Linked DNA regions of Mus musculus: regions 1, 3 and 4 are each linked to region 2. A link is a contact called in public Hi-C, HiChIP or PLAC-seq and promoter capture Hi-C data. All regions are on one chromosome and are shown on one strand. Each heading gives the region's core, a stretch centred on a gene start, on an enhancer-like site or on the middle of the called end of the contact. The rest is flanking DNA. Distances are from core to core; before and after follow the strand shown. Region 1 has its middle 25 kb from the start of Six2. Region 2 holds the start of Srbd1 (S1 RNA binding domain 1). Region 3 holds the start of CJ186046Rik (a long non-coding RNA gene). Region 4 overlaps Prkce (protein kinase C, epsilon).

What was found. Promoter capture Hi-C pulls out the DNA fragments that hold promoters and counts their contacts. A called contact is a pair of places that touch in the nucleus more often than the background predicts. HiChIP or PLAC-seq counts read pairs in DNA pulled down with a chosen protein or histone mark.
Region 1: an H3K4me3 HiChIP or PLAC-seq map of stem cell-derived neural progenitor cells shows a contact between it and region 2, with 5 times the contacts expected there. The contact joins the enhancer-like site here to the promoter of Srbd1 in region 2. A contact is called at or near these places in 9 of 39 promoter capture datasets (the 3T3-L1 cell line, embryonic stem cells, frontonasal cranial neural crest and 5 more), 18 of 484 Hi-C or Micro-C datasets (the Ba/F3 cell line, MC3T3-E1-derived osteoblasts, adipose-derived mesenchymal stem cells and 10 more), 11 of 115 datasets of contacts at active chromatin or transcription factors (T-cell acute lymphoblastic leukemia, astrocytes, craniofacial prominence and 5 more) and 1 of 9 other capture datasets (embryonic stem cells).
Region 3: a contact with region 2 is called in a promoter capture Hi-C map of embryonic stem cells, with 2.7 times the contacts expected there. The contact joins the promoter of CJ186046Rik here to the promoter of Srbd1 in region 2. A contact is called at or near these places in 1 of 39 promoter capture datasets (embryonic stem cells), 11 of 484 Hi-C or Micro-C datasets (MC3T3-E1-derived osteoblasts, brown adipocytes, embryonic stem cells and 4 more), 14 of 115 datasets of contacts at active chromatin or transcription factors (astrocytes, craniofacial prominence, embryonic midbrain and 4 more) and 1 of 9 other capture datasets (embryonic stem cells).
Region 4: a contact with region 2 is called in a Hi-C map of the 63-12 cell line, with 2.9 times the contacts expected there. The contact joins the enhancer-like site here to the promoter of Srbd1 in region 2. A contact is called at or near these places in 2 of 39 promoter capture datasets (the C10 cell line and embryonic stem cells), 3 of 15 datasets of contacts at CTCF or cohesin (CD8 T cells, the NIH/3T3 cell line and pro-B cells), 51 of 484 Hi-C or Micro-C datasets (the 63-12 cell line, the AML12 cell line, the Ba/F3 cell line and 38 more), 27 of 115 datasets of contacts at active chromatin or transcription factors (the 230-238 cell line, the HPC-7 cell line, the NIH/3T3 cell line and 20 more) and 5 of 9 other capture datasets (adipose tissue, embryonic tail, liver and 2 more).

Annotation. Positions count from the first base shown.
Region 1 is chr17:85,659,012-85,666,849 of GRCm38.p6, reverse strand. It overlaps a transcript of Six2 not described here. Among named protein-coding and RNA genes, the nearest start is that of Six2, 25 kb to the left of the region's middle. Within about 2 kb of position 1,684, at least 30 of the 459 cell types and tissues checked have an H3K27ac peak or open chromatin away from gene starts, as enhancers often do. A contact at or near this core is called in the Ba/F3 cell line and stem cell-derived neural progenitor cells, where this site is marked.
Region 2 is chr17:86,139,841-86,147,726 of GRCm38.p6, reverse strand. It overlaps Srbd1 (S1 RNA binding domain 1), which reads left to right and starts at 2,552. Exons shown (of 21, transcript NM_030133.3): 1 at 2,552-2,606; 2 at 5,288-5,367. The coding sequence starts at 5,288.
Region 3 is chr17:85,683,716-85,690,778 of GRCm38.p6, reverse strand. CJ186046Rik (a long non-coding RNA gene) reads right to left here and starts at 2,285. Exons shown (of 9, transcript XR_001782258.2): 1 at 1-2,285. Six2 (sine oculis-related homeobox 2) reads left to right here and starts at 2,525. Exons shown (of 2, transcript NM_011380.2): 1 at 2,525-3,386; 2 at 5,266-6,511. The coding sequence starts at 2,827. The coding sequence ends at 5,596.
Region 4 is chr17:86,445,629-86,453,055 of GRCm38.p6, reverse strand. All of the region lies in intron 2 of Prkce (protein kinase C, epsilon), which reads right to left. Among named protein-coding and RNA genes, the nearest start is that of Gm30284, 4.4 kb to the right of the region's middle. Within about 2 kb of position 5,040, at least 1 of the 459 cell types and tissues checked has an H3K27ac peak or open chromatin away from gene starts, as enhancers often do. A contact at or near this core is called in the 63-12 cell line, where this site is marked.

The DNA of each region.
Region 1 (7,838 bases), core at 435-2,934, 480 kb after region 2:
ACAAGATACCAGGCTACCCTGAAGTCTCGCTGCTGGAAAGGCGGAGCTGACTTCATGCCTGACCCTTCTAACCCCTCATCAAGGTGCCAGAAAAGCAAGAGATAGTGTCATGGATTGTCCCCCAGCTCACTAGCCAAGAAAATACCACCACATGGCCTTTGTTGATGCTACGTGGAACAGGAGACTCTGCCAGGCAAGAGTGCCCTGAGTTCCTGTGTCGCAAATGTGTGAACTGGAAGTCTGCAGGTGTATAGTCACTGAAGGTGGGGTGAAGCTTGTCACTCAGCAGTGGACAGCCAGACAAAAGCAACATTTTTCTTAAAATCATAGGTTGCAGAAAATGGACGGGCATCCTGGCTCACGCCTGAGGTCTCAGCACTTGCATTTCTAGCTCCTCAAGGCCACTTTTGGAATATTGTGAGCTCCAGGCTGACCTGAGCCACAGAGTGAGACCCTGTTTCAAAGAACAAATAGAAATGATTGTATCCACCAAGTCACAGCGGGATTTTTTTTTTGGTCTTTGTCTTTTTGTTGTTGTTGTTGTTGTTGTTAGTTTGTTTGTTTTTTTGTTTGAGGATTGTGGTTTTGGTAGGTTTGTTTTGTAGTGCTGAAGATCAAACCTGGGACCTTTGGCTAGTGTATGCTCTACCACTGAGCTATATGCCCCATTACTTCCCTATATATGTGTACTAAGATTTGTGGGAAGGCACAATGTGTGGTTAGAGGAGTGTTGAGAGGCTGTGCAACTCGGGGGTCAAGAGAGTGCCCAGCACAGAGCAGTGCCTTCCTTAGCACCAGAAAGGAGAGGAAGGAAGGAGAGGAAGGAAGGAGGGAAGGAAGGAGGGAAGGAAGGAAGGAAGGAAGGAAGGAAGGAAGGAAGGAGGAGGGGAGGGGAGGGGAGGAGGAGGGGAGGGGAGGAGGAGGGGAGGGGAGGGGAGGAGGAGGGGAGGGGAGGGAGGGAGGGAGAGAGTGAGGGGAGGGAGGGAGGAAGGGAGGGGAGGGAGGTAGGAAGAGAGGGGAGAGGGAAGGGAAGGAGGAAATGGAAGCCCGATTCCTTGTGTAGGTCTTATCAACTGTGTAAGTCACAGAGTTCTTGTGACCATTAATAATGGACCTGAACTGTCTGCAGTATCTGCAAACTGGAAGGTCTCTGTGGAGTCTTGTCTTGGACAGGCAGTTGATTTGGGTGAATTACCTCTGCCAGTCTCAGAAAGAGGCTGTCCTACTTCAGTACAGCATAGATTCAGTACAGCATAGGGTTAACAGGGATTCATCTTCCCAAAGGGTGCTCTGGGGTACAGCCCCGCATGCTTGCTACTTCTGCAGGCCTCTAAGACTGAGAGTCACCCTGACAAGCCAGGCTCCTGACCCGGTTGAAAGTAAGTTCAGATTTTAGAAGCTGATGCAGATCATTGCGAAGAGGCAGATGAATCCCATGATACCTGAGAGCTAAAGCTATGGAAACCACAATTATTTTTGATTTGCCAGAATTTGTGGTTATTCGGATATAGAAAGGCAAATCAGTATTTCTGACAAATTTTCAGGGGTTGTTTGTGATTCTCACATAAAGTTATAGAAATAATGAGGGTTTGGGCAAAGTTTTCCAAAGAGTCCCAGAGCTGCCTCCCATCCCTGGGTTGCAAACCAGCGCCTCCCATCTCGCGCAAGGCGACGGGGAAGCTAAAGAGATGGCTCCACCTGCTGGAGAAACATAGGCTTGGCGTCGCTCCTCTTAGACGTTCTGTTCCTAAAAAGTCCCGAAGCTAACCACAGAGACAAAATCTGCAGAAGGCTGGCATCCTGTCCGGATGGGAAACCACCATTCTGCTTCGTGTTCTTACAGCTCTCGCAAGCCTCTGCTTTGGGGGTGGGGGTGGGGGTGGGGCGAATCGCAAGCCTGTGCTCTGGGGGTGGGGGTGGGGGTGGAGAGGATCTCAGAGTTTAAATCTACAAGCTGACTGGGATTATAAAAGAGGAGTAGAAGAGAGGTGGCGCACTTCCCCACTCCACCAGCTTCTCCTGCCAGAAGGAAGAGGCATGTGACAGAAATGGACCGATATTTCCTCCCATGCAACACCGAGGAATCCCGACTGCCTTATGGCCTCGCTCAGTGCAGACTGCATTTGAAAGCCTCTGTAATGACACTCTTTAAAAATGGTTCCCTTCTCTAGGGATCATTAGAGAGTTATTAAGGCGTCTAATTATTCCCTAGTGCTAACAAAGGTGCCAATAAGCAGACCAAGTTTTCTCATTTTTATGGAGGTAATTAGAAGGCCAATTATTTTTTTATGTACACAAAAGAGGGGAATCTTAGCCGCTGCCTTTGCAGCAGTATCTGACCCTGTACTTATGACAGGAGAAACAGACCACATTCCATTATTTAATGAGAATTGGGACTGAGGCAGAGTCTAGGTCAGATTTGAGGAGCAGAGGAGGAAATGTAGTCACAGAGCCTTGTATAGGACTCCGGTAAGTGGTTATTTTAACCACAAACTCTACTGCAGATCCTACATGCCACCTCCCTCTGATGTGAGCCCACAGCAGAATCCCAGGAGGTGTGCACAGGTGTACACTTCTGAACCATGGCCAGGGCTTCCTGGACTGTGCATTTGGGAGAAGATTTTCCTTTCTGATAGGAGATGCTAAACCACCTGGGGACCCGGCTTTGTGGGTCAGTGTTCTAAAACACTTGAAAGTGCCGGGTGCTGCCTTCCCCCACCTAGGGAGCCCCAATAGAATTGTAAAGACATTTTCTTTGGAGAAAACTCTTCAATCATTATTTTAAAGGGATTTAAGGGGTTCTAGCTGCTTACCTGTGTTCTCCTGGATTTCTTTAAGGGAAATATTTATGTCCTTCTTAATGTCCTCCATCATCATCATGAGAAGTGACTTTGGATCTATATCTTGCTTTTCTGGTGTGATGGTGTATCCAGGAATTGCTATGGTGGGAGAACTGGGTTCTGATGATGCCAAGTAACCTTGGTTTCTGTTGCTTATGTTCTTAGGCTTGCCTCCTGCCATCTGTTATCTCTAATGCTACCTGCCCTGGCTATGTCTGACTGGAGCCTGTCCTTCCTGTGATCCTGGTTGTGTCAGAACTCCTCTGAGTCAAGCTGTCTCTGGGATACTGTGATTCTGGGATCCTGGGGTCCTGAGATCCTAGGTATATCTGAGCTCCTGGGAGTCAAGCTGCCTCTGGGACCTTGAGATCCTGGTGTGACCAAGTTCCTGGGATACTGGGATCCTAGGATCCTGAACGTGTTAGAGCGCCTGGGAGTGGAGCTGCCTCTGGGTGTTGTGGGGCTGGCTTCCCAATTTGAGCCCAAAGTTCTGCTCAGGGCACTGGCCCAGACAGACCAGAAGGAACCCATGCACACTGGTCTGGCAGAGTTCCTGCGTGCCAAGGTCCCAGTGGTCCCAGTTACTCCTGGTGTTGGGGACAGATGTTGTGTCCTCCTCACCTCTGATCTTCTTATCCTGGGCCCTTATATCTTTATCTTTACTGGCTCCCCCTGAAATCTAGCTTTTTCTTACGTGGTGAGTGCTATCAACACACCATAGTAATGTTTAGCAGGGTTAACAGATATTTTAAAATTTTGGATTAGCTGTGACAGGTATCTAAGGTATTACTTATGCCCATCCCTGTTTCAAAACTCTGAGGGCTATTAGTCCTGCCGGTGGATTTCATTCTTTAATCCATTAATGGAGGAGCACGCATTACTGTATTGCTACTTAAAAGAAATATTGTGATCTCTGTATTTCAAAATGATTGGTTTCCTTTGAGGTCTCGTGTATATTCTTTCATGCATTTGAGAACGTTATTCAGATTGCCCGAGGAAGAGGAGGAAGGGAGACTGAGACTGAGTCGGTGGGATGAAAGTGGGTGGGGAGAGAGTACAAATCCTGCTTTTGTGTTTTAGGACTGGATCATTCAGTAAAGCTCCTGCCCCACCACTTGAAGACCTGGCTTCCACCAGCATCCTTTAAAATGCAGGCTGACAAGGTGGCAGGCACCTGTAATCCTAGAACTGAAGGTGTCACAGAACCATCCCTGGGGATTGCCAACCAGTGTCCAGGTTCAGCGAGGAACCGCGTCTCAAAAGAAATGAGATGGAACAAACAAACAAACAAAAAATCATCCAAACAACAATAAAACCCACTCCAAAACTGGGTGTGGTGGGTGGTACATGCCTGTGACCCCAGCATTTCAGGAGGAAGAGGCAAACAGATTTCTATCATTTCAAGGCCAGCCTGGTCTATGTATCAAGTTCCAGTCTGCCAGGCTGCATAGTGCAACCTTGTCTCTAAATAAATAAACAGACGGAGAATGATCGAGGGAGACGCCTAATATGTACCTCTGATCTCTACCCAGGTGTGTGTGTGTGTCTGTGTGTATGTGTGGGTGTGTGTGTGTGAGTACACACACACACCCACACACAACTGCTTTAAAGGTGTGAAATTAATCGTTAAGAGCAATTTAAAAGTCCCTTTAAGGGTAAGTTTATAAGAAACAGTAATGCCTGCGCAGGTGAGGAGAGGGTGGGCCACAGGTTTTCAGAGAATGGACATGATAGCCAATTGTTTGCACCCAAGGTGTGAAGAACTGTAAAAGTCACTGGGCTGCCATCCGAGGTATTCACACTAAGGTAAGAAGCACTGCCCATCACCAGCAGAGTATGGAGCCATTGGTTTGCTGAGGACCCCAGATCCTGGTGTGCTCTCTATGAGAAATCTAAAGAGAATAGGGATTTTTCAAATTGTGGGGGTTATGAAGTCACCCACTCAATTAGAGGGGAGATGAACTCAGTCTTTGCATCCCCCAAACCTATACTTTTCATCCCATTGGAGGGGTGTGTGTGTGTGTGTGAGTGAGTGTGTGTGTGTGTATGTGTGTGCAAAAGAGAGAGAGAGAGAGAGAGAGAGAGAGAGAGAGAGAGAGTGTGTGTGTGTGTGTGTGTAAGTTGGAGCTAGGAAAGAGAACTTCTTTGTATCTTCTTGAAGTATCTAAGCCCTGCCATTGTGGCTCCCTGAGCTCAAGCCCCAAGTTTCTCTTTGTGTGATCTAGAGATGAGCGTGGGATCTGGGGGTGGAAACCTTGGAATTGACGCCAGTCCTGCCACAGCGTCTGCCAGAAGCACAGAGCCCATCGTGTGGCCATGCCAGGTGCACACGTTGGCTGTAATAAACAAGCTGTCAGAGCACTGATGTCCTTACCTAGCCCTTCCTTTCACTCCCCTGCAGGTCCTTGTTCCTGCCTGGCCTGTCTTCTTCAACTGTAGCCTAACTTTGCCCACTTCTTAGAGTCCCTCAGACCTGGGGCACCTCATCTCAGGCCTTCTGCATATGCCTCCCTTAAAGGCTACAGAAGGTTGGTGCCTGGTGTCATGGACAGAGGGTTTCACGCAGAGCTGTTCAGATCCATCTAGCATAGTTCTTACCAGAACCTGCCTGGGACCTGCTGGGACCTGGGCTTACTTCATCTTCTCTCTTGTATGAGTTGAGACAAGTCTCCCAACCCTGTGACTTTGGATGTAACCCCTAGAGCTCTGCACCCCGTTTCTCTGTCACCCTCTCATTTGGATGGTACAGAGAGAGAAGGGCATCAAAGCTTGTGTAGAAACTGGGAGAAACTGGCTGGGCCAGTGGCTACACCCCAAAGAGCTGCATTCAGAGACGCTAATCCTTTTGTTTGCTCTGTGTTCATGGGCAAGTCCCCAGCCTTTCTGGGGTTTAGAATAACATCCTGGAGTATGGGGTGGGGGTGAGGGTGCAGCTGCTCTCCTGAGGGTCTAGAAGAGGTGGTGGAGGACTTGCTTGCATCCAGGGTTGGCTATTGTCTTGTTGTGACAAATTATATAACAGTGGCCACTTAAGAAAGGATGGGTTCATCACCTTTCACAGTTCAAGGGTCCAGAGCTCCATCAAGGAGGTAGCTTGAGGCAGCTGGTTACAATCTATCCATAATCATGATGTGATTAAACTGTCCACATCATGATTATGTCTCTTTTTTTTTTTTTACGTACTCCAAGATACAAGCCTGTGGCGCTTCCCATGTTCAAAGTAGGTCTCCCTACATCAGTTAATTTGATTGGATAATATCTCAGACATTCTCAGAGGCTTACATTTGCCTGTCTGTCTATCTATCTATCTATCTATCTATCTATCTATCTATCTATCTATCTATGGCTATTCTAGATCCTTTCAAGTTGACATTATTAACCATCATATACCCTAAAAAGGGATAGTTGGAGTTTAAAGAGAGTGCTGGCTACATTGATACACCCAAGAGTTACAGGGCTTTTCCACTTCCTTTTTAGTTTCTGTCCATCCTTGATACTGGCTTTAAAGAGAGAGACAGTATGAGCCTATCCCTCAGCACAGGAGTGGAATGCAGAAGCAATTAATGTAGATGTGGCTGGCTCTGTCTTGGACTACATAAATACTGTACCTATGCAGGGGAAGGAGTAGCCAATTTCTCCTGCATCAAAGAAGTGAACCCAGACTGGGACTATACCTGGGATGAGGAAAAGGAGAGGTAACAACATATTCAGGATGCAACCCCACATGGCTGTGTGATAATAACCAGCAGCACACTGAGCACACTAGGGTGTGCTGAAGGACATATGGCTTTGCCTCAAAAGATAAGGATGAAATCTGTGTGGCCAGATGGTGATGGCACATGCCCTTAATCCCAACACTCAGGGGGCAGAGGCAGATGAAGTTCACCGCCAGCCTGGTCTACAGAGCAAGTTTCAAGATAGCCCAGGGACACACAGAGAAACCCTGTCTTGAAAAAAATGCAAATACTACTGCTACTACTACTAATAATAATAAATAAATAAATAAACAAACAAACAAACAAACTAACAGTGTGGACATGGTCAGGTCATGTTATGACCTAGACTCTAGTGCTCAATGCTCATAACTTAAGAGTTTCTGGATCTTGGGAGCTCCCAAGGCATTCCCAAGGGAACTCTGGATATCGAGAACACAAGGCTATAACCATATTCTTGCGATGTAACTGTGACCATTATAACAATAACTGCAATGGCAAGCTGCATTTATTGAACTTGTACTATGTGCCAGGAGCCTGCTAGTGAGCTTCAGTATGATTTGATCCTCATGGGAAACCCACGAAGTTGGTACGACGCACCAGTTTCATGGCTACGAAACTTGAATCTTCAAGCACACATACCTCAAACTCACAAGTGCATCCTGAATGTGCCAGCACTCTTTTGCGGCATACCAGTGAGCAAGACGGAACCACAGGGGGTTCATCTAAGTTCAGCTAGTCACAAGGTTAAGGGCCACCTTGGATGAAATGGCCCCTAAGTTGGTCCCCTTTCCCATGGTTCCTGAGCCTTCGTGACTGCAGTAGTGGAAAACCGTCTATCTTATAAGAAGTATGTAAGGTCCACTCCTGAGCCAGCCAGACTAGCCCCAGGCCACAGGCGTGTTAAGCTCTCACAAGCAGGAAGCAAAGGAAGACGCTGGACCCAGGATTGGCTCTCCTCCAGAATGGGGCTGCCTTCTGATCTTACCTGGAATGCCCATGTCCTTGCCCAGGATCCTGATCCCTTAGTGAGGGTGATGGAGGCCAGGATGGGCAGAGGGCAGCCTCCAGGATCCCCACTTTTGTTCTTCTGCTAATTTACTGGACTTGATATCTGTTGTAGGAAATATTTCATCTCAATTGGGGATTTCTACCCTGTTCATTAAGTTCCCAGATAAAAGACACACAACTTTTATTATTTGCAATAAGCCTTAATCAGCACTAGAGCTGGGCAGATGTCTACCCTCTATGTTATTAGAATCTACGTTCCTATCAATAACCCTGA
Region 2 (7,886 bases), core at 1,303-3,802:
AATGTCAGTGTCCTTGGGACAGGCACAGATCGATAAAGCCTTTCCATCCGGTGGGTGACGGTTAACTCAGTCAGGTTGATAATCTAAAACCAATCATCATTCTAAGTGATTGACACTAAGGACAAAGTTGTTGGCTTACATTTTTAAAAGAATAGTAGGTTTTAAAAGAGGCCCTGTCTTCTGCGTGTCAGGAGCTTCACACATGACATGAACTGCAACCCAGAATTGGAGGGCACACCTGTGATCCAGACCTTGAGGCTGGAAGACACAAGTTTCTGACCTGGATCTTGGCATGGAGATCTTGAGGCATAGTGGCCATGAAAAGCTTAGGCCCAGGCAAGGTAGTACACGTCTTTAATCCTAGGAGACTAAGACAAGGAGAGCTCTGAGTTCAAGGTCAGCCTGGGACAGAGGAGAGCTCTGAGTTCAAGGTCAGCCTGGGACAGAGCAGGTTCCAGATCCAGGTATGGTGGCACACACCGTCATCTGGGCTACACTTTCTGCTGGAGGTGTAGAAGGACATTGGAAGAAGGAAAACCTCTTTGACTACTTGAGTACTTGTCAGCACAGCTGCTGGAATCTACTTCTACCGAAGACGAGCTCAAACAACTAGCCGTGTGGTGCTGAGCAACCACTAGATTCTTGGACTTCCCATCCATAGTGGCCCATTGTGGTTTAGTTGGACTACAGACTGCAAGTCATCACAATAAAATTCCTTAATATATAGAGGCATTCTATAAGTTCTGTCCCTCTAGCGAACCCTGAATAACACAGATCTTTTTGTGTGTATGTATGGGTGGACATATGTGTAGGTCAGAGGACAACTTTAAGAAGTTGGTTTTCTCTTCCCACCATGTGGAGTCTAGCATTCAGACTTAGTGACAAGCGCTTTGACTCACAGAGCTGTCTTGTTGGCCAATTCGTGGGCTCTGATCTGTGAAATTATGTCAGAGGGAATCTTATATAGCCCAGGTTGGCCTCCAACTCACTATTTAGATAAGGATGTACCTCTATCCCCCAAGCTGGGATTATAGGATCTGTTCTGCTTGATAGATGAAATTCTAATCTAGACTCACAAGTCTTGTTTCTCTAGTTTAAAACCTTATTCTTATGTTGTTTCTGTGAGTTTCGTGGGGCTGATAAAAATGATAGCAAGGAAAGAGATAAGTAATTTTTAATTTCCTCTGGGAACTGATTTAGAGATGTAAATGGAAAGAATTTCTGGAGAATGATTTATAGATTTAAAAACTGGAATGATTGGGGGAAGGGGGAAGGTAGGATTCAGGTTATCACAGCGGGTTTAAGATTTGACTTTTCCAAACTCAGAAAGCAGCATGGGAGTTTTCTGCGGTTTGGGGTATCCAATTTGATTTTCTATTCACTATGAGCTGACTGTGCAACAGCTTAGGCATTTGATGTGACCAAAAGAGACAAAACAAAAAGTAAACAAAAACCTGTCTCCTTGTGGACAAGGGTTATTTAAGCCTAATTTAATCAAAAGGTAGAGGCTATTTTTGGGTCAGAAGACAACTTTCTGGGAGTTGGTTCTCTTTACACGGGCTCCCGGGGTCCAACCTGGTTTATCATCTTGACAAGTATGAGTGCTTTATCAGCTCTGAACAAGGAAAACCCAGCACTGCATGTAAAGGAAACTGTGCCTAGGCTCGTTTACCAGGATTGTGCTCACTGCACTTTTCGGGACTCTGAATATGAGATGGGGCAAGGTTTCTGATTCTCCGGGAGAGCTGCATTTTCTCGAGTTAATGACCCAGTGACTATTATTTTCAGTGTTCTGGGTATCTTAACAGTTGGAGATGGGACCCAGGGAAACCCGGTTCAAAGGCAAAAAGCAATTTGCATAAATCTTCTTGGAAGTATCTAAGAGGCCTCGGCTTCCAAATGGATCTGCTTGGCAGTCTATCAAACTGCCTGAGACTGGAGGAAGAGGCTGATGACTCTAGCTAATGTCTCTCGTTAAGTAAGGTTCCCATGGGATGAATAAGGACTTAGCCAAGGCGGAAAACTTCAGACACTTTCACAGCGTGGTAGGGTGGAGGGAGAAAGAAAAAGAAAAGGGACGAGCTAGGTTTTGTGGCCTAAAAATACAACGCAGCGGGGGCAACGTGGCGAACTCAGACTGAGCTGGGCTACAGAGTAAGTCTTTTTCAAAAAACAAAACAACAAAAAACAATCCAAAACACAAAATGAAAGGATGGGTGAAAAGGGTGTAAAGTAGTCCAAGAGAGGTCTGTCAGAAAAGTGGAAATATAGAGGCGGACGCATATTTGCCAAATCTCTGCCCCTCCCCTAGGGTAGCGACAAACACAAATTCCCTGTGGACCAGAGGAGCAGTCTCTCTCCTCGCCGCCCCGCCCCCGCCCCCGCCCCCGCCCCCGCCCCCGCCCCGCCCCCGCCCCGCCCCCGCCCCTGGACCGCACCGGCTCAAGCCCCGCCTCGCCCTGGCCCCTGTCCTACCCCGCCCCGCCCCGCCCCGGTAGTGTGGCTCCAGTAAAGTAAGGCGGGACTTCCGGCGTTTGAAAAACTTCCGGCGGGAACCGGAAGATTCCTCAGCAGAACTCTCTTCTCCAGATTCGCCAAGCCCGAAGGTGAGCTTTGTGTCCACCGTAGCGGCAATGCTTCCGGGCCGGCCGTTTTCGCTTTTCGGCCGCGGTATTTATGAGTGCTCGTGTGGGAAAGAATTTTTTTTAAATGAAGATTTTCTGTCTTTTAGCACCAGCGGTCTGTCACACAGTCTACACTGTACATTCTCAGCACTGTCACCATAGCGCGTCCTCTGAACCGGCTGGTAGCGCGCATGGCAGGCGTGAGAAAGCCAGGGCCACTTTGTTTGTTTGTTTGTTTGTTTGTTTTCACCCCGAAGAATCGGAGCTGAGGGAGGAATCGCTGTCAGTCGTGGCGCGCCGGGATCACGCGCCTTCCTCAGAGGTGCCCTGGGCACAGAGGAGGCGACCGAGCCATGGAGGGAAAGGATGACTGAGAACTCTGAGCAACTTTCCTCAGTCTTCCTTCCCACGTGGCAGCTTGACGTTCTCCTGTGCCCAGGGAGGCGCAGGGCGGCGCAGGACGAGCCTTGGTACCCGTGGCTCTCAGTTGTAGGACTTTGCCTCACACCTCTATCGTTGGAGCAAACCGTTCCATCCCATGGAGTCTCAAGATTCTCATTCATAAAAACACAGCAGGGTTCTCTCGTAGCGAAGGCTAGCTGCTGTCCTCCTGCTAGATGGCTTGTTGTTCTTTGTTTTGTTTTATCTCTTGAGGGTCTGTGGACATGTGAAGCATCTTTTTTAAAATCCCCTCAGGGAAACATTTAGATGCCTTAAGAGTTGTCTCTTTTTTTCTCCAAGAACAGTGGCTCTCCACTGTGGGTTGAACAATAATCCTTTCACTGGGGTCGAATATCAGATACCCTACATATCAGATATTTACGATTCACAGCAGTAGCAAAATTACAGTTATGAAGCAGCAGCGAAAATAATTATGTGGTTGGGGTCATCACAACGTGAGGAATTGTTTTAAAGAGACTCAGCATTAGGAAGGTTGAGAACTACTACCCTAGAAGTTTAAATGCTGTTTCCCCCTTTTAAATATTGGTGCGCACCAGTATTTTTGTGGGTTGGGTGCATCTTAACATGTGGGCTAGGTCACCTAGAAAGATCCTTTTGTGACAGAGTATACCCAACCCCAGATCCCTCAACCTTGGTCCTAAAAATTTTAGCACTCACTTTTCTTGTCCACGTGTCCTTTCTTTTCATTCATTTTTTGTTCTGTTTGTCTGTCTGTCCTTTCTTCCTTCCTAACTTTAAAAAAAAATGGAGACTGAAGGATAAATTGACTTGATCTCAAATGCTTGGGACTTACTTAATAACATGTTAATGTTTTCACTGTGGGTTTTGAGTCATGGCTAGGGACAGTTGCATGTTCTACTCTTGTTCAATGCACTGAAGACAACCCGCCTTTGCTTTCTGTAGAACTTTCCAACTGGCTTTTTTGTAGTTTAAATCTTTCTTAGAACATGGGTTTGCTCCCAAGGAAGGCCTGTGGTTAAATCACTTCAGAGGAGCAGCTAGTTGTCTCTCTTCCGTTTACAGAGTGAAGGCAAGTTTTCCCCTGACCTGGTTTGAATTAGCACTGTGTCAAACACCAACTTCTTATTTATTTACTTAATTATCTATACATAGGATCTTACTATGTAGACCGACCTGGCTGGAACTCTTAGAGATCCTCCTGCCTCTGCCTCCCTAATGCTAGGGTTAAAGAAAGGTGTGCCACATTTCCTATTCAGCCCTTTTTTTTTACATTTTATTTTTATAATGGCAAACTGTTCATATGAAGTCATATTTTCCTGTTCTCATAACCTGTCCTGTCCTGTCTGCTGCTAAGAGACTGTTCTGCTGGCCTTTTGTTTCCTTCTCCACACAGTCTCCCTCAGTTTTGCACTCACAGGACAGAGATACTGGGACATCAGGCTCCTCTTTGTGACAACTGCTTAAGTATTTCTGTGAAGTATTACCTCCTTTTATAAGTGTGTTAGAGCCAAGGTTTACAATATTCCTCTGGTCCAGAGACTTGTTCTGAACATGCTAGTCTAATGCATTTTTTATTGTTTTGACATTCTCTAGGTAATAAATGTTATCAGTTTAGTAGACTTACTTTTTTGTTATATTATGTGATTCCTCTTGTCATTTGTCTTATATTTTTTAACTGCTGAGCCTTTGACTATGGTAAATATTTTTAGTGGCATAGTGGCTAATCATTGATATTGCGAGAGGATGTCTGCTTTGCTTTAGGAGTATAGATTATTCCTAAGTCACTAAGTTGATTGGCATTTGATTGACTCCTAACTTTGTGAAGACACTTTAATGTTATGAAAAGATGTGGAAGAGAGAAAATTTCTTATATTTGAGAAATAGTACAACAGATATCTTTATAATCTGTTGACTGGCAGGATCACTATAAAATAATACTTGCAGAATACTCCATCCTTTAATTCTAAAGCAGACTTATTGCCCTGGAAGGGCTTGTCTTTTTCAAGAGATGGTCTCAGCGTCATAAGGTATTTGCACATTGGAAGGCCACTGGGTTCTCTTCTGACCAGCAGGTTATATCCTGTGGGGAGCCAGTGTTTGGGCTTGTGAATGAGCCATATATTTTTCTCCCCTCTATGGCATTTCTGACAGCAGAGCTTTGGAGTATTAGTTTTAAATGGACGAAATGATAAACCTACTCATGTCATGCGGACTCTGATTTGTGTTCCGTTTTTCCCCAGATGCCCTCATTGCGCAAAAGAGTGAAAATACAGGCCGAGAATGCAGAACCCAAAGATGAATGCTCTTTCTTCTCTGAGTTGTAAGCATATTAGTGTAATATGTTGTTGGGGGAATGGTGACTATTTTAAGAGTAATGTGGTCTGTCCCGTAGACACTTAAGTCATTTGGGTCGAAGACATGTGTGTTCTTGTCCTTGCTCTATGTAACAACTCTCTGTTATAATTGTGCCATGATCCAAGAGAGAGAAAGCAGCTATCAGGTTATGTAATGTTTACCCTGTACAGGTGAAAGAGGGCAAGCTGTTGTTTACACTGCTTTGGAGCAGAGCTCTTTCTTTTTTATGATATTTTTCATGTGCATTGGTGTTTTGTCTGAATATCTGTGTAAGTGTGTTGGATCCTGAGGAACTTGAGTTACAGATGGTTGTGAGCTGTCATGTGGGTGCTGGGAATTGAACCCAGGTCCCGGAAGAGCAGCTAGTGTTCTTAACTGCTGAGCTATCTCTACAGCCCCTAGTTGTAGCTCCTAACCCATTTAGCATTGCTACTGTGTATAGGGTCACCTTTTGTTTTGGGAGCTGCCTGATGCTTTATAGGACATTTAGTGGCATCTGTGGCCTCTACTAAATGTGGCAACAGTTCTTGATATGACAACCAAAAATGTCTTTAGATAATGCCAAATGTCTCAGAGGCTCAAAATCATCCTCTGCTATAGAATACCATATTACATATGCCTCTGACATTTACTGAGAAAACAAGTGATTAATGTTAGGCCATAATAGTAATATAAGATAAAATGAAAGCAGGTCAGGGGTTAGGGAGCATACTGTATGGCCGTGGTAGAGGGGCATTTTGGAAAGAACAGTCATGGTGTTCTTTGGATATACCAAGAGATCCATTTGAGATTTGCTAGTTGCTGTAGTTTGGATAGTTGTCCCGAAAAGATTATTACTAGGGTAGTTATTTGGAGGTGGTGGGATGTTACAGAGTTGGGGGCTAGTCTAAAGCTCTTAGGTCACTGCAGGCAAGCTCTTCCAAGAGAATTGTAGCGCCTTGGCCTGTCTTCTCTTTGTTCCTGCCTCAAGATGTGAATGTGTTTCAGTATAGATTCCTGCCTTTGCCACCTTCTTACTGTCTTCATCAGAGGCTCAAGCCAATGGGGCTACCTGATTTTGGAACTGAACCTCTAAGATAAATAAGCCATTTAATAAGTTAAATTATGTCAGTTTATGTCAGTGTAGTGACACAAAGCTCACAAATAAGAACTTAGATTAGGTTACAAATAAGAAAGCAGCAAACACACAGACCCTGAGGCAGCAGTGAATTGTGTCTGGGGAGTAGCAAGAACAGCATGGCCAGATTGTGACAGGAAATAAGACTGTAATTGGTGGGATCTTAGACTCTATGAGGAAGCGTTAGGACTTCATTAGAAGTGAGTTGGGAAGCCACTGGAGTGCTGTGGACAGCGACCTGATCTGACCTGATCTGGCTTATATTTGTAAAGCATCTTTATGGGTTCTTGGTGTGTAACAGACTCAAGTGTGAGGGTGAAGCAGGGAGGTTGGTGTAGGGGTGAGAACGGTGAGAACTAGTCCCGTTTGGATAGACTCTTGAAGGTAGAATGGAAAGGACGTGGTGGTTACGGGCTTTCTGTAGACCAGAGGAATAGACAGGAGCATTAGAACCAAGAGGTCTGTTTTGTTGTTGGCAAGTTGGTGGTGATTGCTAGACATCTAGCTGAACACAGATCTGCAAGGGGAAAGAACATCTGCAGATGTAAAATTGAGACTTAGAGGATAAGGCATAAACTAGAGAGTCCTGAGGACTAAGACTCTGGAGATGTCAACATTTCGAGGTTGGGGAGAGAGGAGAGGGTCAAAAGGACTGAAGAGAGGCATAAGGAAGGTGTGCTTTGTAGGACGATTGCCAGGCACTCCTGCGCTCTTCTGGGAAGGGGGGGATGAGTGTTGATAGCTGCCTTGAGCCACTTCCTGTGTGACAAGTGATTTTGACAAAAATCCTTGTTCAATTGATAAAGGAGGAGACCCTAAGTTTCTCTGTCTTCCCCTTGCCTTTTCCTTTTTCCTCCTCCCCTTCTTTCTTCCTTCTTCCTTCTTCCTCTTTTTCTTTCCCTCTTCTCCCCTTTCCTTTATTCTCTTTCTTCCCCCTTCCTCCTCTGTGCATGTGCTTATGTGTGCGTGCGTGCATGCTTGTCCGTATGTAGAGTAGGGGTAAACATAGTCAGAACTTGTAATCCTCCTGCCCTCAGACTCCCAAGTACTCCATGGAATATCCGGTAGAACACAGGTTTTAGGTTATGGTTCCCTTTGGATCCACTGTTTTAGTGATTTTTGATTGATTTTGTTTTGCTTAGTCTCAGGCTGCTTACGAGCTCTGAGAAGAACTTTTTGATGGTGTCAGTGGTTTGTCCCGCCATCATTATGTTTTCCTGGAACATAATTTAGCTGAGAAGTCATCCAGTCTGGTTCTTGCCTGTCAGCAGAACTGAGAGCTCAGACAGCTTCACTGACTCAGCTCAGGTCCTTTTCCCACGTACTGACCTCCTTAGGGGAGAGAAAGAGAGACCCAGATGGCCTGG
Region 3 (7,063 bases), core at 1,036-3,535, 460 kb after region 2:
GCTGCTGAGTGCTGCCTGGAGGCCCTAGGCAGGATTGGTGGCCTGGGGACCACAAGGGAGGCAGCACGGGGATGTCCAGAATTGTGGAGCTCTGGGATTCAGAAAATCTGCCTACTGTCAGCATTGGCAGGACCCAGTCCATCAACTTAAAGCCTCAAAGGCTCATGGAGGGGCAGGTTTGATGACATGAGAGATCATCTTTGTGATGTTAATACTCTCAAACCTACTGCAGGCCAGCACTGAGAGGGGCTGGGGAGAGCACTGAGGCCCCAGCTAACCGGGAAATGGGCCCAGAGTCTTACACCAGGAAGTGACTAACTGGTCTAGCACCCAACCAATGGATGTCTTTCCTTCTCTGGCCTTCTTTTATCAAACAAAAACAAAACAAACAAACTGTGGTGGCTGTGACCAGAGCTGGGATCTTCTGGTCGGCTGAATCCTTTAAACTCTGGTCACTCTTAGCAGCAAGCTGTGCTCTAGAACCTCCGGGCAGTCTGGGTAATATATTTCCCAGGTCCCCTGGAATCCTCAGAGCTCACTAAAGGGCATCCATGTCAAACAGGGCAGCCTGAACACACTAGAGTCTGCCCTACCCACAGAGGAAGTCCACAAAGATGACATCTGGATTTCTGCAGTAACTTGTTCAGGTGCTGGCTTAGCACCAACTTAGGCAGTCTTCTGTTTTCAACTCAAGATAAAGGACAGGGCTCCCAGAGCTAAAGTCTTAGGGAAAGCCACAGTGCTCATCTCTCCCATGCTTACATCATCACAGAAAGACTTGTGGCATTCTGGAGCAGAGGGGAAGTTTGGGAAATGATGCTGGATCCTTAAATAAATAAATATGTACCTTACCCATAAACAACCAGCAACCAGAAACCAACGCTTAGGCTCGGGACTCCATTTTCAATATCTGCCTCTCCATCGCCTTAGAAAGCTGACAGGGTTGTTAACAAAACGAGGTCTAGAGGTTTTAGCATGGTCTGTGCCTCCTTGGATCTTGGCATTGAATGTCACTAGGAGCTTGCAGCTGGGTGGGAAAGGGCGGAATGGATGCCCAAAGGACAAGCCTTGCCAAGAAATAAGCCGTGGGCCTTTCAAACTCTGGAAACTTCAGGGATGTCCCTGACCCCACCCCTCCAGTGCACCCCTAACCTTCTATTGCTTGGATTTTTCCAAAGGACCAGCACTTCGTATGTTCTGGGGGAGTTCTGACAAAGAAACAAAAAGCAGGGCTCCTCCTACCCACTTTCTAAGGCCAATCTTGCCGGAACTTAGCGCTGGGTTCTCAGGCAGAAGAGACCAGGAACCCGAGCCCAGAAGTAGGGAGACAGGAAGCTGGTAAATCCAGTCTCTTCTGTGCACCTCACCCCCACCCCGGGAAGTGCGACAATTACCCTACACACGCTGCCCTGGGCTCCCCGGGGCAGTCTGCGGGTCTATGCGGGCTCCCCTGTTTTGTGTCGCCGCCCTTGCAAGATTCAACTTCCGTAAAGGCCACACGAGACTGCCGGGAGTTTCTCGGGTCCTGGGCCCCGTGGGGTTAAGTCTGAGTCCCCGCCTGGCGAGGAGCAGATCGCGCCGAGTGGGGGCGGTACCGGCCGCGGGGCAAGCAGCCTGCTGCGAAAGGAAGGAAAGGCGGGATCCTCCGGGAAGTTGATTCTCAGGCGTCCAGCTGCGGCCACTGCCAAATCTCTGACTTCTCTCCCCACCTCCTCCCCCTTTCCCTAGGGGATAGACATCTCGGGTCCCGGGTTTCTTGCATGGGGGTGGGGTGTTGTCAGCTAGAAAAGCCAAGCCTTTCAGAGGCCCCCTAAGAGAATCCAAACTCTCCATCCCACTGACCTCCTCCTGGGTTAGTGTCTCTGCCTGTCAGCTGCGACCTTCCGAGCGACGCAGTGACCCAGCCGGAGCTGGAGCACCTGGCGAAGCCTGGGTGAGGCTGTTGCGACGCCTCTTATTTAAAAAAAAAGGGAGGGGTGTCTCACACTTTTTCTCTTGAAGGCTCCTTCTGTCCCCCTCTTTTCCTTTCCTGAAAGGCACCCCCTTAAACGGTCCTCCGCCTTCCCTTCTACTCCCTTCCTTCCCCACTTCGGTCCTCCTCTTTTCTTCGAGGGCCCCCACCCAGCCCCCTCCTTCGGGGTCCTCCTCCTCCTCTGCTCTTTGGGCGTCCGCCCCGTCAATCACCGCCGTCTCGGGGCCCCAGCCCGGCTCCTCTCCGCCTCCCGGGCTCTGGGAGTGCCTGGGGCTCCCGTCTCGGCCAACCTCCGCTCTGTGCAGAGCCGGGGCGATCTGTCAGCGGAGCTGGCCGAGGGGGGCGGGGGTGGGAGCCGCCCGGGCCGCCGGGGCTCGGGTTACCGGTGACTGACAGCGTCTCCATGGCGAATAATTTGACTCGACTATTGTCTGGCGCGGGCAGGCCCCGGGTCAGATAACCCGACCAATCAGGGCGCGGGCCGCCGCGCCTCATGCCCGCTTAGAATAATATTATTAAAAAAGCTGCAAGCGAGCTAGACGGGAGGGAGAGCGAACGAGCGAGGAGCCGGCGAGCGAGCGGCGGGCGGGCGCGGAGCATGCGGAGCGGCGCCCCGGGCGGCCTCCGGGCTTGGGCGCGGGCGAGGCGCGCGGGCGGCGGGGGCGCGGAGCTGCGCGGGGCCGGCGGCGGGAGCGAGGACGGATCGTTGTGACTCAGGAGTCGCTCGGGAGCCGGCGCCTGGCCAGGGGGCCCCGCCCGCCTGTCGGCCGGCCGGGGCCGGCGGGGAGGCGCCCATGCGGGGCCGCGAAGCGCGGTGAGGGCGCGCGCGGGCGGGCGGGCGCGCAGCCGCCACCATGTCCATGCTGCCCACCTTCGGCTTCACGCAGGAGCAAGTGGCGTGCGTGTGCGAGGTGCTGCAGCAGGGCGGCAACATCGAGCGGCTGGGTCGCTTCCTGTGGTCGCTGCCCGCCTGCGAGCACCTCCACAAGAATGAAAGCGTGCTCAAGGCCAAGGCCGTGGTGGCCTTCCACCGGGGCAACTTCCGCGAGCTCTACAAAATCCTGGAGAGCCACCAGTTCTCGCCGCACAACCACGCCAAGCTGCAGCAGTTGTGGCTCAAGGCGCACTACATCGAGGCGGAGAAGCTGCGCGGCCGGCCGCTGGGCGCCGTGGGCAAGTACCGCGTGCGGCGCAAGTTCCCGCTGCCCCGCTCCATCTGGGACGGCGAGGAGACCAGCTACTGCTTCAAGGAGAAGAGCCGCAGCGTGCTGCGCGAGTGGTACGCTCACAACCCCTACCCGTCGCCACGAGAGAAGCGCGAGCTGGCCGAGGCCACCGGCCTCACCACCACGCAAGTCAGCAACTGGTTCAAGAACCGGCGGCAGCGCGACAGGGCGGCCGAGGCCAAGGAAAGGTACGAGTAAGTGAGCATCTGCGCCGGCTTCCCTGGTCCTGGGAGAAACGGGTGCGGGAGGATGGGGAGCTCCTGGACAGGACTAAATCGCACCCGGACCCCGGGTACCAAGCTCGGCCGCAGCTCAGGCTGGCTCAAAACAGCGCTTAGGTCTTTTCTGGAGGCTGAGCGACCCGGAATTTGTCTAAAGCGGGCAAAGCGGTGCGTAAGTTCAGTAACTAATTCCTCAGTCGCTTGTGGACTAAACTGGAAAAACGGCGAGTTTCAGAGAGGGCAGGGCTGTGGGCCTGAATTCCCTGCGAGGTAAGCGTAGGCTTAGGGCCTGATCTTCGAACAACCAAGGGCGTCGGGGATCAGGGGGTTTAGGACGTCACCTCCAGGTCAAAGAGATTTTTAGGGGTCAGGGCAGGGGTTGGAATCTCCCTAGTATTATCTGGGTAATGACTGCAATATCTATGCAAGGTAGACCTATTCCTTGTCTGGGCATAAGAGCTGGGCACAAGAGAGTTGGGAGTTATCCCGCGTAGAAAGGACCCAAAGATGTAAGGCCTCCGGGGGAAATGTCTGCTGAGGAAGAGAAGGCAATCCAGCCTGCCTTTCCTGAACTTGCCAGACCCTTGAAGACCTCGCTCTCCTTAGGTTCTGCTCTCTTTGATGGGCAAGTCGGGTGTGCGAGGTAAACTGGGATCTGCCGAAAGACTGGGAGCTTTCTTTTCTATCGGAATCTAAGACTTTCCAAACTAACCTAAGCTACAGACACCCCTGTAACTGTCTGTAACCCGCTTTGGGCTTAAATCTGGACAAGGAAACTAGGGGATCGAGATCGGAGAGAAACGGATTATGGGAACGGATTTCTCCTTGGGGAACAGCAAAACAAGACACCTGGGTTAGGTGATGTGGATGTGTTGAACACCGTTTGAAGGATCCAGGGTCAGGGTATCGAACAGTAGGGGCAGAAGAGCAAGCTGCAGACTGGACCTGGGTATTTGAAATCCCCAAGTTTGACTTTGAATGGCGATGATGTCTTGCTCATTCCCCCACCCCCCACCCCAAGAAATCTGAAAGAATGGCCGTTAGGAATCCACTAATAGGTTTTACCCAGGATTTCAAATACCCATATCTGGTCAGGGACTGTCCGCAAAAGCAGGCAAGAGGTGGATTCATCTGCGATGGGTTCTCCTCTGTCAGGCTCCATAAGGGCTGGGGTTCCTGACTAGGCCCCAGGTGAGAGCTACAGATTGTGCCTCCTTGTTTCTGCCTACGATCTGAGCCAGCTCTCAGCACCCTGCCCTTCCTTCTACCTTCTCCCCTAGGGAAAAGGAGTCCTCCATTCTCAAAGCCCCATCTTTCTGCCCAGTCAAATGAGCTCCTGCTCAGCTTGGAATTAGGGATCATAGTCTCAGTAGGGAGGGGTTTCCCTCGCGCAGAGAAAGGCAAAGGGAAACTAGGCCTGTGCTCACCCAAGTCGAAGTGGGCCCCTCAGCCTGGGCTCGCTGTATCTGAAGCTTCTATTCCCCACTTCTACCCAGCAAAGCTCGTTTGTACGGTATTTTCCCTCACTTCTCCCAACTCCAGGCTCCCCACTTTGGTGCCGCAGCTCTCTTAAGGAATGGGGTGGGAGACAGGACAGGAAATACTGGGAACAGGAAAGGTAGTCATGACATTAAGGACATGGGCTGATACAGGGAGAGGGACAAGCGAAAACTAGTGTTGAGGGTTTGAGAACGCAATTAAGAACAAGAAGTCAAGTGTGGGAATGGTAGAAACAGCAAACACCCTTTAGCAACCGCAGCGGGGCCCCAGGTGCTGGCATCCTGAGGGTCAGCGCAGAGTGGCCCTGGTTCCCCCTGACCCCGCTCCTTTCCTCCTGCGCTTGCAGGGAGAACAGCGAGAACTCCAATTCCAGCAGCCACAACCCGCTGGCTTCCTCGCTCAATGGCAGTGGCAAGTCGGTGCTAGGCAGTTCCGAGGATGAGAAGACGCCGTCGGGGACTCCAGACCACTCGTCGTCCAGTCCCGCTCTGTTGCTCAGCCCGCCGCCGCCCCCTGGGCTGCCTTCCCTGCACAGCCTGGGCCACCCTCCGGGCCCGAGCGCAGTACCCGTACCAGTGCCCGGTGGAGGCGGCGCGGACCCACTGCAGCATCACCACAGCCTGCAGGACTCCATACTCAACCCCATGTCGGCCAACCTTGTGGACCTGGGCTCCTAGAGCTCTGTTCGCCTCCGGGCGCTTGCTTTCCGTGCTTGATGAAGCGGTGTGGGAGGGCGATAGATTCTGGAGTCTGTGCCGCGTACTGGAAGACTGCCCTGCCACGCTGGAGCGGCAGAACCGGCGGCGGGACAAAGTGGACAATGGTCTGCTCGGTATCCTTTGGGGATTCATTTTCAACAAGTTGCTTTTGAGATCCTTTGGAGGCCAGAGACCGAGTCTTGAACTAGGCAAGGGAATAAATTATAAGCCACCACCACCCCGATTTTTAAAAAATCTCTTCTCCTTTCTCTCTCCTTTTTCTTTCCTCTACTTTCCTTTCGAGTTTATTTCATTTTTTTCTCTCTCCCCGCTTTACGTTTTCTCTTTCCCTCCTTTATAAATATCTCTCTCTCTCTCTCTCTCTCTCTCTCTCTCTCTCTCTCTCTCTCTCTCTCTCTCATTTCTCACATTGTATCCCCAGTCTTTCTTCCTTCTGGTGTCATCTATTTGAGTTCCTTTCTCAACTTTCTAAGAGTCCGACGTGATGTGAACGGAGGTAGACATTCTGGGTCTTCGGTCCTCAAAGACATCTCCCTCCTCTCAGTGTGAGCCTAAGGTGCCAGCTTCTGACTAACAAATGAGCAAGAAAGGCTGCACCCCAGAAGCACCTGAATTCTCATTTCTCTCTCTCTCTCTCTCTCTCTCTCTCTCTCTCTCTCTCTCTCTCTCTCTCTCTCTCTCTCTCTCTCTCCCTCTTCCCCACCTCGCTGGTTCTTCTCTTCCTCCTGGGACTGTGACCTCCGTGCTCCCAGCCCAGAGTGCCTCCGCAGCCGCAGACTTGCCTGTTCCATTTTACGCCCTCATGTGAATGTTCGTCGGGAGATATTTCTGCTTTTATTTTATAATAAAATTAGAAACCATAAATATATGGATATATGCCCCGAGGCCCGGTGGTCTCGCGTGTACCGACGTCTGATTTCCCTTACAGGGACTGAATACTCCGGGTGGGAAGGTCTGGGTACCGGGCAGAGTACTGGAAACCTGGAGCGACCTTTTCTCAGTGTGTCTCCGGCAAGGTGAAGGCATAGGACTGAAAACTCTGAAACCTCCTCCCGTGAGACCTCAGTCCCTTTTCTCGGCAGAGCTCTCAGACTTCCGCTTCCCCATAGCCACCTCCCGGAGCGCCCCACCCCCAGCCCCGCGCCTGACTTCCCCCCCACCCCCACCCCCAACACACACCTCTGGGCTTGTGGAAGGCGAGAACGCGTGCGTGCAGAGGTACTAAATGAGTTTGGACTTGTGGAGTCTGGAAGGGAAATTGGGACGTTTTGACTCCTCAGCATGGTCGAAGTCACTAGAACTGGAAATGATACTGTGGGCTGAGTCTCAGGACCAGTAGCAGTGGCTGAGACCTATGTTCCCAGAGGCTAACGGTGGCGGAAAGGTCTCTGAGTTCGGCAACCTACACCAGATACAGTGGAGGAA
Region 4 (7,427 bases), core at 3,791-6,290, 300 kb before region 2:
AGAGAGAGAGAGAGACTGTAATCAAGTTCTGATTTTCCTTCCTCATCATTCTTCTACCAGTAACTTACTAAGTGCATAGCCTGGGCTAGCCCAGGACCTACTGTGAGACCTTTCATATCCCAAGGGCTGTATGTTCCTCATGCATGCCATACTCCATGAAGCACACCAATACTATTCAATAATGAAATATGCAAGCGTTTTTTTAGTTTCCATTCATCGAAACGGGCTCTGGAGGAGAAACTGGTTTCTTATACTTAGCATTTTTCTCCCATTTGCATGGGTTAGAAACCAAAGCAAATGACAGTGTGATGCTAATATTTTATTCCGCCTTATGTTTGCTGAGGCATCTCAGGAACACCCAGACAGATAAGTATGGTCTTGGGTCAAAACTAATTCTTTAGTGTTTTTATTTTTCCTTTTTTTAACTTATGTAGTACAATGATTCATTTTTTATAGTACCTGAGAGAGAGAATTGATGTCTTATTGGACTGCCTTGGATGAATAGGAAAAATGAAAATTTGCCTGATTCCTACAGATCTTTCTCTAAGCAATAGTGTGTCCAGACTCTTGGGCTATACCAAGAGCACTTAGGTCTGTTTTCTAAGTCTTTGCTTTGACAGCTCTTTGGAAAGATGGCATCAACTTAGATAAAAATTCAGCTCTCTATAGCAGCCTCTTGCCTGGTCCTCCAGCAGCAAGAGCCTTTCAGCCTGGCAAGTGAGCTGTGAATTTATTACGATCCAGAAAATACCTGGCAGAACCGGCTGTAGGGCCAGCTTCAAATCCCAGGGCTCAAGTGGACCTTCAAAGTCGGCTCGTCGATAACCTTCCGTCCCTGGGAGTCCCTCTGCGGAGCCATCTCTGTATTCTCACACAGGACGAGTGACTGGAGTTACAAAAGCCCTCATTCTCTCAAGAGGTGGAACTCTGCAGGCTCAACCCCCTTCCCTCTCTCTCCTAAGTCAGCTGTCCATTCTGTAAAGCCATCTGCCCTCAGAGCACCTTGTACGATACATTAAAATATCTATTAACTATGCAACTATGTCTCTTTCCTCTAACAGGAGCACAAGGCCCTGCTTGGAGGTGTATCTGTAAGTCATTTATTCGCTTAGAAATTGGTGTCTATTAAGTTTCCGGTCACTGTAGTTCATTTAGTGAAGGGTATGAGACACCTGTGAGGGCTGTGCCCATATTTGCTTTTGTGATGTGTATATGGTGAGGATGAGATATTGCACCAATCTAAGCTGTTATGAGTGTCTGCGAGTGTGCAGATGTATGATGTATAGAGTGTGTGTGAGCACATGACTCTATGCATGGATCTGCAGACATGCTCTTGGACATAAACCGTCATCTTTGTTCTCATTCTGACCAGCCTACTCTCTAGTCTTTCCACACGGCCTGAATTTACTCAGCCAGAGATCGCCAAGTATTTCAAATACCAGCAAAACATTTTATATTTTTCTTTTTTTCCCTCTAAGCCCTCCCTCTATTCCTTTCTTTATCTCCCCCTCCTCCTTTTCTTTCTTTCTTTTTTTTTTTTTCATTTTTTGGTTTTTAGAGACAAGGTTTCCTATGTAGTCTTGGCTGTCTTGGAATTCACTCTGTAGATGAGGGTGGCCTGGAACTTAGAAATCCACCTGGCTCTGACTCCCAAGTGCTGGGATTGAAAGCTTGAACCACTAGTGCTTGGCTATATTTTTCTTATCAATTATAAGCATCTATTCTTAGCCATCTATGCATTAAATTAAAAACAAGTCTCTCTCTCTCTCTCTTCTCTCTCTCTCTCTCTCTCTCTCTCTCTCTCTCTCTCTCTCTGTGTGTGTGTGTGTGTGTGTGTGTGTGTGTGTGTGTGTGTGTGTGTGTTTCTTAGGTAACAAACACAAGCCCAGGCAAATGCCAAGCAATGAATTGGGTGTGAGGTGTGAGGTGTGTGTTATTTTACCTATAATTTGTGTTGCTGTTGCAATTTCTATGGGGCAGAAAGTTCTAGAGGAAAAGATGAAAGCGGTGGATACTGAGATAAGCTCTAAAACATTAGGCCACCAGAGTAAGAGGACTCTGGGAGGTCAGACTTGGGACAGAATGAATGCACTTGCTTGCAGCTCATTGGCAGGGTGGCTCAGTGAAGAGCTGGACTATAGCCACACCTCAGAAATGGCAGCCAACGCCTACAGCAATAAATAGAAGCCCGCCTTTAAAGATGCACTTGCTAACTGTGCTCATTTAGGCTCACTATATTCTCTCCTAATGAAGCAGACTCGAAAACGGTGGAGAATTACATACTGTAGCCACTGTTTTTGAAATGTTGAAAAAATCAAGCTTTTAATTTGTATACTGATAGCCAATATATTGCTAATGGTTTACAACCGCTTGAAACTGTTCCCTTTTTAAATACTGCTAAATTTTGCGACTATGTATGCAAATACAACTTAATTTCAGAGAATGTACTGTTCCTTACTTTATAGGACACGAGAGCTCATACGGGATTGCCTGGACCCCTTAGTAAAGGCAATGCCATAGCAGATTTGTATACCAGGCAGAATATAGGCCTTACACAGGAACATTTGGCCATGCAATCCCGTTCTTTACATCATCAAAATAGTAATAGCTTGAGACAATAATTTGGTATTTCTAGAGAATGTGCAAGTCAAATTGTAAAGACTTGTTCTCAGTGTCCTCAGCTTCTACCTGTACCACATAATGGTGTTAATCCTCGAGGACTTATGCTTCACAATTATGGCAAATGCATGTTACTCACATTTCTGATTTTAGAAAATTAAAATATGCACGTGTGACTATTGATACCTTTTCAGGCTTTCTAACTGCAACTGATTTAACGGGAGAAGCAAATAAAAATGTAATTAGTCTTTGCCTGTGGTTTTTTTTTTTTTTTTTTTTTTTTTGGCTTGGTGTTCCAAATCAGATTAAAACAGGTAATGGACCTGGCTATTGCAGTCGAGCATTTGAGATTCTTTGTTGATAATTTAATATTACCCATATTACTGGGATCCCTTATAATCCCCAAGGACAAGGTATTGTGAAACAGGTATTGTAGAATTTTAAAACAATATCTTCATAAATAAGAAGGGGAAGTTATATCCCATACACCTCACAATTATTTAAATCATGTTCTTTATATTTGAATTTTTAAAATTTGTATGCCAAGAAACTCTCTGAGTGTCTATGCCACCCTACAACCAGGCATATTTATGCCTAGGTGAAATGGAAGGAGCCACATACTGGCACATGGCATGGTCTTGATCAGGTAGTTAATATGAGGAAGAGGGCATGTTTGTGTTTTTTCTGCAAGATGCTGAAGGAGTGTGGTAGCTGCCAGAGTGTTTGGTGAGACAAGCTGATGCTGGGACAAAGAATGGTGCTGACCTGTGAGCTTGCTGAGTGCCCTGACAATGGCGACTGGGAAGCTGTACTGGACATCTGTTCCTGACCCACCTTTGCTTGCCCATATCCCAGATTGGACAAGCTGCCTTGCTGCAAGCTTTTAGACCTTGTGGGACAGAGAACGTGGAGAATGTGGAAACTGACTTAGAAAAATTAATCAAAAGGAGAAGTTTATAATGGCTCTTCTCTTTGCTTTAATGTGACCAGCTATTCTGACTCAATCATGGACTGATCTAGAAATCAATCCAATATTGGAAATAACAGTCTTCATTTAGAAGGCTGATGCTGGACATTTTCAGAGACATATTTGGAAGTTAGCTGCAGTTCTTTATGAAGATATGCTAGCAATCGATAAAATTGGGACAGGACCTGGATTGAACATGTTTTAGTGCGTGTGTTAAGGCTCCCAATCTTTTATTAATTGGCCATGTTAAAATAACTTTTGTATTTAATGTGAGTTGTATTGATTGTACACATTCTCGTTTTGTTAATGTGTTGAAATCTGACATGCCTATTATGGTGGTTTATCAATCAGCTTTTGTTTTATTGCCTGTGAGTATGACATGACCTTGGTGCTCTGAAAAACGCTTGCAAATACTGAAAGAAGCGAGTCAGGCTTTAAGCAGAAGCAATAGGATAGTGGGCTTGATTGTTGCTGGCATAGAAGCTTGAATTGCACTAAAAGCTAGCACCACTGCTTCTGCTATTGCTTTGATGCAAGAAGTTAAAACAGCTACATTCATTTAGCAAAAAAAATGTTACTAATATTCTGAGTATTCATAAGGATTTAGATAGGCGTTTGGAACATTAGATTGATGCTCTTTGTGATACTATTCAAATTATTGGGGAGGAAGTTCAGAGTTTAAAAGGAGACATCTCAAGTGTCATGCTAAACATCAGTGGATTTGTGTTACTTTTAAACTTTACAATGATAGTCAATATAATTGGGGAAAGGTTCGAGGATGCTTTCAGGGTATTTGGCATAATTCTAACACCTCTCTGGATGTTTTAACTTTGCATACCGAGATGATGATTTTGAAAAATGCTGCTCTGCTGAGCTTTGATGCTGCTAATATTGCTGATAAAATTATTCATGGCCTGAGGTCAATGTTTTGGTCAAGCTTCAAGGCTGGCATAGATAGCTTGGTCATGCTAGCCCTTCTCATCCTGGGAATACTTTTATTCCTGCCATTGTGATAAAACTTGCCTTTAACAACATCAATATTTTGGTGGCTAAAATACATGGCTTGGAACTAAAAATGGATCCCCATGTACAGTTATTAATTGAACAGGTTGGTAAGCCAAGAACAGGTAAGATTCTGCACGGAGCCTTACCAACCTAAGACAGAATAGCATTGGTCTGGATAATGCACTTTCCATGACGGGTAAGGAAGGCATTCTTGTCAGAACGACCTAAGATGGGTTATATGAAATAAAACCTGGGGAGATGTGCGTAGTCTTTTGGGGGACTGCTTCCAGATGCTTGGTGGGAATCTGACATCGGGCCAGGACAGAAGAAGTAAGCTCAAGCAAGACAGGAGTCTGACTTTGGTCAGGACTGAGGAAATAGGCCCAGATTATGAACATTTACACTTGAGTTAATGCAAAGCTCAGAGCAGGCTCAGCTGAGGCATGTGTGGCATTCCTTTTGTCTTGGTCATCCTGACTAGCCCCTAAAAATGGTGTTTACAGGATTTTGTTTATTGCCTTGCTTGTCCCTTGACCCAGAACTGATCTTATCATTTTGCATGTAATTAAAGTGGGATAAAAGCAGACTGGGAAAAAAAAAAAAACCTGCTTCAGCTTCAGAACTGGCTGGGGTCATGCTACAGTATTGTCTAATTGTCTCTTTTTCTTTTTAATCCCCACTCCTGCCTTGGAGAACCTGTTGACTGACTGAGCTGGCTTGGTCAGAAAACGGCTCTGAAAGTCTTAGACATCTGTCATGTCTTTTCAAGGAGAGCACGGCTTGAGATGGGGGAAGCCAAGCAGGTCACCTGAGGTCACCTGAGGCCAGCGAGACTGCACAGCCACACATCATACAGCGACTGGTGCAATGAAGCCAGAGGAAGACACACCTGTCTCCTGTCTGCCACTACTAGAGAGTCACCAAAACAAAATCGAAGGACCCAATTACACTTCACACTTATATATCAACTGTCTGTGTCTATACCCTCTCTGTTCATCACCTAAAGGCAGCCCACGGGACCAGACAGACAGGCTCAGAGGGCTTAATGCATGAGGTCTGGATCCCCAAGCTTTGGTATTTGTTTCTACTATTTTTTTTTTCTAGAAGAAACCACAGGGAAGAGGTTCAGCCTGGCACTTCCTCTTTCTGCCACGTGAGCTTTGTGTTAGATCTCACCAGGGCAGTGGGGTTAGATGAGGTCAGAGCTAGCATACAGGGAGCCTATGGTGCCAGATTCCAGAAACTTGCTTCAACAATACAGGCCAAGGGCAGAGAACTCAGTGAGTGACCAGAAAGCTGCATGCCGGACCCAACTGGGTGAGCAGGCTGGCCTGTGCCCACAGGGGTTCAAGATCTGTTTCAGTCCAAATGTTCTGGGCACTTGTAAAGCATCAAGAGAAAGCTGGCCGATGAAAAGAAAGCAAGTTTCTCCACAGTGAGGACATTTATTTGTGCACATGTGTATTTTGTTCTGGAATCTGCTGAGTAAGGCATGGCAGTGTGTTTGTGGTCCCCTCAGCCAGGAAAGGGTGGCCTGGGTGACAAGGACGGAGGCATGAGTCCCCACGTGTGCAAGGGATGCCAATCAGAGTCACATAAAGTTCACTAACTGTATCAACAGCTGCTGCTATGATTGGTGGGTGACAAATGACTTATCCAAAACTGTTCAAGAAGTCAAGTCACAGAAACAAGGAGGGGACTCCCAGGGACAGAATGGAGCAAATAAAAGAAATAGATTCCAAGTCACCCAGGACATACTTGGCTTTTATATGTTCCCTCAGTTGCTGGGGATATGTCCCTTTCACACTGTCCTTTCTCTATTCAGTCATCCTTGCTCTAAAAAAACCCACAGGATAGTGAACTGAGAGACAGAACCCTTCCAGCCAGGCTGTCCACACATCCCTCCATTTATGCAGCCTTCCCTGGAGGCTGTCTCCCAGCAGCCCTGCTCTAGGCAATGTGGACTACAGTCATCTCCAGGGCCACATGTAAACAGAGACAATCGTCCCTCATTCCTAGAATGGTTAAGAACAGAGAATTAGGGGCGGTAGAAGTAGAGGAAGACTGAGTCTGGGCCCTCTGAGTGGCATTAACTGTGAGTCACAGAGATGCCCTGTGGCAGGAGGGAAGCTCCCAATGGAACCTCCGTGTTGTGTCCAGATTCCTGTAGTCACCTGCTCAGCTTCAGTTACTGGTGTCAGGAAGAGGTGGGTATCTACCCTGCAGAGTCAGTGAGCTACTGTCATTAAGAGCACACAGAAGGAACTCAAGGATGGGGACTGTCATTACAACAGTGACATGCACCCCAGAAGAGTAAACCCAAGCCACTGAAAATGTGGGGCCTGTCAGGTCTTGTTACCCATAGCGTGTAGCCTGAAACAGGAAGCAGTAGGTGTTCTATGCAGGCCAACAGATGCAGTTAAGGCTGGACAGTCACACGATTCGCTACAACACCTGCGAATATGTTTTTATTTAAGTCCAATTATAGAACTATATGCAAAATCGGGTTGGCTCTCCATGTCTATAATCCTAGTACTTGGGAGGCTCAGGCAGGAGGATCCCTTTGCCTTCAAGACCAGTCTGCGTTCCATAGGGAGTGCCATGCCAGCCAACGCTCCAGAATGAGACTATCTCAATAAAAAAAAATCAAAACCAAAAACAAAACAGATACATAAATTAAAGGGAAATGTTTGAAAGGAGTTGAATCTTTTTCCCCAGTCATTATGGACAGTTTTTTGTTGTTGTTTGTCTGCTTTGTAAAGCACATTTTTAAGAGTCACTGCCAAATAAGCCTATAGAAACAGCCTAATTTCAAGTTCTCTGGAACTTGAAATGT